Linked DNA regions of Mus musculus: region 2 is linked to region 1. The links are chromatin contacts, called in public HiChIP or PLAC-seq maps. All regions are on one chromosome and are shown on one strand. Each heading gives the region's core, a stretch centred on a gene start, on an enhancer-like site or on the middle of the called end of the contact. The rest is flanking DNA. Distances are from core to core; before and after follow the strand shown.

What was found. HiChIP or PLAC-seq counts read pairs in DNA pulled down with a chosen protein or histone mark.
Region 2: a contact with region 1 is called in an H3K27ac HiChIP or PLAC-seq map of the HPC-7 cell line, with 7 times the contacts expected there. The contact joins the promoter of Csnk1g1 here to the enhancer-like site in region 1. A contact is called at or near these places in 1 of 39 promoter capture datasets (hippocampal neurons), 3 of 115 datasets of contacts at active chromatin or transcription factors (the HPC-7 cell line, embryonic basal ganglia and forebrain) and 3 of 9 other capture datasets (adipose tissue, liver and pancreatic islet).

What each region holds. Positions count from the first base shown.
Region 1 is chr9:65,691,995-65,694,786 of GRCm38.p6, forward strand. It overlaps Zfp609 (zinc finger protein 609), which reads right to left. Exons shown (of 10, transcript NM_172536.3): 10 at 1-2,792. Among named protein-coding and RNA genes, the nearest start is that of Oaz2, 17 kb to the left of the region's middle. Within about 2 kb of position 1,532, at least 73 of the 459 cell types and tissues checked have an H3K27ac peak or open chromatin away from gene starts, as enhancers often do. A contact at or near this core is called in the HPC-7 cell line, where this site is marked.
Region 2 is chr9:65,907,582-65,910,281 of GRCm38.p6, forward strand. Csnk1g1 (casein kinase 1, gamma 1) reads left to right here and starts at 1,429. Exons shown (of 14, transcript NM_173185.2): 1 at 1,429-1,587. Trip4 (thyroid hormone receptor interactor 4) reads right to left here and starts at 1,213. Exons shown (of 14, transcript NM_001357872.1): 1 at 858-1,213.

The DNA of each region.
Region 1 (2,792 bases), core at 282-2,781:
TAAGTAGTGCAAAATCTCAGGCAGAGAGCTCCCAGGTGCATAGTTTCATAGATGAATGGATGTCCCAAGCCAAGGGCCTCTGGGAGGCAGGTCCCAGAGCACCCAGGGGTCCAAAGCCACTTTGGTGAATGAGATCTAAGGGTTTAAAAAAAGGTCAGGATACAGGATCAGCCAGTGGCCAAGCTGGAAAACAATGCTGGACAGGAAGAAGCTACAGGGCAGGTGGGCACACTGGGTTCAACAGCTTGCTGTCAGCCAGGAAAGGGGAAGCTGAGGGTGGGTATGGAGCAGGGCTAGAGAAAAGACAGGGAAGCTGAGGGGGGAACAGAACAGCTAGGGGAGGAGGCAGCAGCTCAGCAGCAAACTCCAGGAGAAATAACCAGCAGCCCTCACAGATTTGTGATTGTCTCTTAAAAAGATTTATTTTCTCTTCTTGCCTGAATGTACAAAGGCAAAAAGAGTACAGTTTGTATATATATATATTTATATATATATATATAAAAAAACAAGGAACTTGGTAATGTACACTTTACAGAAGGGAAGAATCAGGAAGACTGAAATTAAATTCAACAGAGCAACGCCAATGGAACAAAAGCTATGAACAGCAACACTGTCCCTCCAGCCCGAGCCTCCAGCTTGCCCCAACCTGCTCCCAGTGGGAGGGCTGAGCACCAAGGCAAGCGGGTGGGCTGGGGCAGGAGGGGCTAGGGATAAGGCCTGGGAGGGGCCCATGGCAGGGAATCACTGGAAAGTTTCCTTGGAAACTAGTAATAAATGACAAAGGCCCAGAATAATGGGCCAGCTAGCTGCCCAGCTGAATCTTGGGGGCCATCAGAGTACACAGATAAGGTATATGGGGTAAGTGATGAGGCCTCAAATCTATATCCAATTCTCTAGCCCTTCTGCAGAACTAACTCCCTTAAACTAAGTCCCCCCCACCCCACCCTGGAGCCTGGAGAGAAGGTGCATGAAAGGATCATTTCACAGGGTACCCTCTTACCCTTCTATGTTTCTTTGACCTTGAGATGTGTGGAGAGAGTAGGCTTAGTGGAGACTACATGTACAAGTATAAGATGGGGAAATGAGGAAGTAGATGTGAGTCCTAAGCAGCAGCTGGCAAGCGGTAGCTGCCCTTCCTCAGGGTGAGGCCCCTACTTCCTATAGCTTCTCTTCCACATGAGTCCCTGGAGATCATTAAGAGCAAGAGCATGGGCAGGGTGGCTTAGTGAGAGGCTTGGTTTGGTGGTCTGCACCAGATCCTGTCTTTCTGACTAGGTGTGGAGGTGGACAGTTTTGAAGCACTAGTCAGGAGTTTCCACAGCTGGAGCTGTAGTGTATGTAATACTACTTCAGAGCGGGAAGACCGGACTCAGACTAGGGACCAGGAGGGAGGAGCTGAGAACACAGGGTCATTTTTCTACTGCTAATCTCGTTTCAGAGCAGCACCTGTTTTTCAAGGGGCACTTGGGTAGAGGGAACAAAAAGCTGACTTGTTTCTAACGGGAAGAGGGGAGAGAGACAGACAGAGGGAGGGAAGGGAAGGGGAGAGGGGAGAGAGAGAAAGCTGTTCCTTCTGCAGAATCTAAGGCTGTCTTGCAAATACAGACACACCTCTGTTATAAAATGAAAAAAGTGGAAAGGGCAGGAATGTGGGCCATGCCTACCCAGTGAAAAACAAAATTGCTCCAATGTTTTTTTTTTTACAATATGTACAAAGCACACTGCAAACCAGTGCCACAGATACATACAAAACACAATATTTAAAAAAAACAGGAACAGATGGGAGCATGGCTCTACTCACTAGTCTTGTGGGGAGAAGCATAATTAGGCGACAGTCACTTTCTTAGTAAGGGTAATGGGTTAGATAAGATGTTATCTCCAACATCTACCTCCACGAATGAAAGGGGGTCACTACCCAGACTCCTGCTGGGGCAGCATGTGGCAGAGGGGACAATGGTGGCGAGGAGGCTGTTTAGACAAAAGGATTTTCCCAAGTGCCCAGAACCCAACTCAAAAAAAAAAAACAAGGACTTGGAAACAGGAAAGGTTTGGAGGTCAGAGATGCTAACTACCAAAGCCTGATTATATACATGGAGGGTTCATGAGTTCTCGGGAGCTAGCTTCTCTTGGGCTTTGTGCTTAATGTCTCCCACCACCCCACTTTCCCAAAGAAGTTAGAGCCACCTACCTTCCTGCTCTCAAACTGTCACTTTTGACATTCTTGTTTCAAGCTCCCGATTAGCCTAAGCTGGTATCTGTGCATCTTTCTCTCTCTCTTGCAGTCCAAAGGGCAAAAACAGGAGGAAAGGGCTTCAAAGGGATGGTACCCTGCAATAGCAAAGACCTAAAAAACATCCCACATGCTGGGAAGACGTGACTCCAACAAAGCTAGGTCATCACTTTTTCCTAACATGACTTTGTAGCTCAGGAGAACAGAGAAATGCCTGCCACCTCAAAGCCTTATCCACTGTGTCCACTCTGACTTGGGCATATAATGCTTGGATATGCTGTTTTAGGGTCTAAGGAGCAAATCATCTCCCCTTGGCCAGTGGCCCCTAAAACATAAACGTGTGTTATAAAGACACTCCTCATATTGGCACGTACGGAGTTACAGAGTGAACTGTATAAAATCATGTACCTGTAGACAGAGGAACTGGGATGGATATATTTGTGACCCTAAATGAGGATACTCAGATAACTGAATGTCTCCAAGAACAGCCTGCCTTCTGGTTGCTGCTCTAAAGTGATGTGGCAGGCTCCAAGGTTACCCATGCTGGGAGGAAGTCTATTAA
Region 2 (2,700 bases), core at 179-2,678, 220 kb after region 1:
ATCCACTGATGTAGATGAGAAAAATTCAGAAGTTAAAGTTAAAATAGGAAAGCCGGTCCATCCCGGTAGTGAACGCTTTAAATCCCAGCACCTGGGAGAAGAGGAAGGTGGGTCTCTGAATTCAGGGCCAGCCTGGTCTACATAGACATTACCTGATCAGTCATCCAGGGCTTCAAAGTGAGATTCAGACTCAAAAAATAATACAGTCAAGTGATGGTTTTATCCCCCACCCCAGGTTTCTCTAAAAATATAATTACTATAATTATAGGGGTCGTTACAGGGGGTTATTTTGTTGGCTTTGGTCTCCACCATAGTTTTCCAGTTTTTTCAAAGAGTGAACTTATGCCTCGGGTATGTTAGGTAAAATGTTTTAAAACTGGGACTGACCATGTAGTCTAGGCCTTGGAGTTACTATCCTCGCTTTTCCTCTGGAGTCTAAGCATTACAGGTCTGCTTGTCATGTCCAGTAAATGAGTCTCCTTGCCTCCCTTCCTTTCTTCGATGCCTGGGAATCGAACTAAAGACCTTGGGCATGCCAGGCAAGTTTTGTATCACAGACCTAAATCCCCAGCCTAAATGAGGGTTTTTATGGACACCTTTCTTAGTCACCGTATAGGTATGTTGGTTTATTCTGATGGGAGGCTTAGTTGTCTTCCTACTCAAGCGAGATTACCGGCATTCTTTGTCTCCCCCAACTCCCCCGTTTTATGGAATAACAATAATAATATTACTCTGGTCAATTTTCATAGACTCAAATATAGCTAGGTTATTTCCAGGTCACACATAAAAACGTTAAATCCTTAAAAAAAAAAAAAAAAAGAAAAAAGAAAAGACAAGGTAAGACAAAACTTTCTTACCCACTTCACTGTTCGACTTCTGGAGCCGGTTCAGAACGAAATGCATGCAAAAGTCTGGTTGAAACGACAGGAAATCCACCAGAGGGAGATGCTTGCTAGACAGTGAGAAAGAAGCTCCCGCAAGGGGCCTGGAGAGGAGCTTTGGGAGGAGCTGCCGAGATGGCCCAGGATTCCAGGAGGTGTGTGTAGTTTGGAGCTGGTGTCAGAGACCAACTGATGGAAGCAGCTACGTTGGGCCTACTACCTGCTGCAGCGAAGGGTTTACCTGGCCTAACATTGTAAACTAAAGGCCTAAAAACATTTCCAAATGAGAAAACGAAGCTCCCAACCCACTTACCAACAGTCCCCGAAGAAATGGGGGGGGAAGGGGGGTATTTAAAGGCACTTCCGCTTAGCAACCCCACGCTGTTGCTAAGGAGGGGCCGCAGCATTAACGACCCGGAAGTGGTGGTCTGAATTTCACAGCGACGACAGGGGTTTGTCCTATCAGAAGAACGAGGATGCTCTGCGGCTCCAGGAGGTGGGTGGGACCTGCATTAGTACTTCCGGCTTGGCTCGGCCGCCCCTCAACTGGTCTTCCCCCTCCCCTCCGCCTCCTCCGCTCCCTCCGCTCCCTCCCGCTCCTGGGAAAGCAAAGCTGCGGCTTAAGGGGTGGTTGAGAGAAGCAGTAGGCGCCTCGGGGAGGGGACCGCGCCCGCCCCCTTGGAACACTGGAGCACCGCTGATTTAGGTAGGTACTCTGGCTTCGACTGGGTCTGGGAGACTGGAGTCTGAGATGTGTGTGTGTGTGTACGTGTGTGTGTGGGGGGGGTGGGGTGGGGGCTTTAGGAGCCCTTCGCTGGGGCGGGGCAGTGGACTCGGGAATCCCGGGTGGGGCGCGGGCCTGTCCGTGGAGGGTTGCGGGGGCGGGACAGAGGGACCAGGGTCCCTGCGTGCAAAGAGTTGCGGGTTGCGGGTTAGACCCGGTCGCAGGAGGCGCCCTTTCTGAAGCAGGGACTTCGGCCAATGCAGACCGGGAGTTTCCCACCTGGAGTGCCAGCTCCGAAAAGAAGGGGGAGCATCATCCAGGGCCGAAATCAAGGGTATAGACTTGGAGAGGTGACTGTGGTCATCCTGTGCTTCACATTGTCCGCGTCCCGGACTCTCTGTTGGGACAGAGCCGGGCTTCGAGGGCTTGTAAGGGTTTCGTGTCGGCTGGGCACCGTGGAGCCGCCCTTGGCAGAGGTAGGGCAGAAGAGTGGGTAATGAGACCTCCCTCCACCCAACTTCCGTGCGCTTCCCCCGCTTCTTCCTTTATTGCTCTCTCGGCAGGGCGCCCTATAGGAGCGTTGTCCCCTAAGTGGGTACGCATCACGTCGTAAAACAAGAGTGTGAAACTGGGTTTGTTGCCCCCGGATGATTTTTCGGATATTTGCAAAGTGCCAGAATGGCATATTCTAGCAGTCTCCCAGACCGATATGAGTCTGGTATGAATTTTCTTAGAAAATGCAATACTGGAAGGCATCTGACTATATTCAAACGTAGCCTTGTAAATGAGCATGCTTTAAAAAAACCACTAGGAAATCCATATTTAGAGGTCTAGATGAGACATGTTTAGGCAAGCCTTTTTCAACCTCTTTCTCACCTGCCAGTAATCCTTTTGTGGTTTAAACGAATTAGAAATGCTATCTTCATTTTGTTTAAGTGACTGAATTGTAGGAAGTATAGTATATGTCTTAGAAGAACTAGTGAACATTTAGAGAGACAAGGGACAAGAGTCCCTTTCCAATGATTGAACTCTCTCTTAATCTTTTAAGGAGATAATTATGTTCAAGTGGAAGTATTGGCTTTGAGAAAGATAATT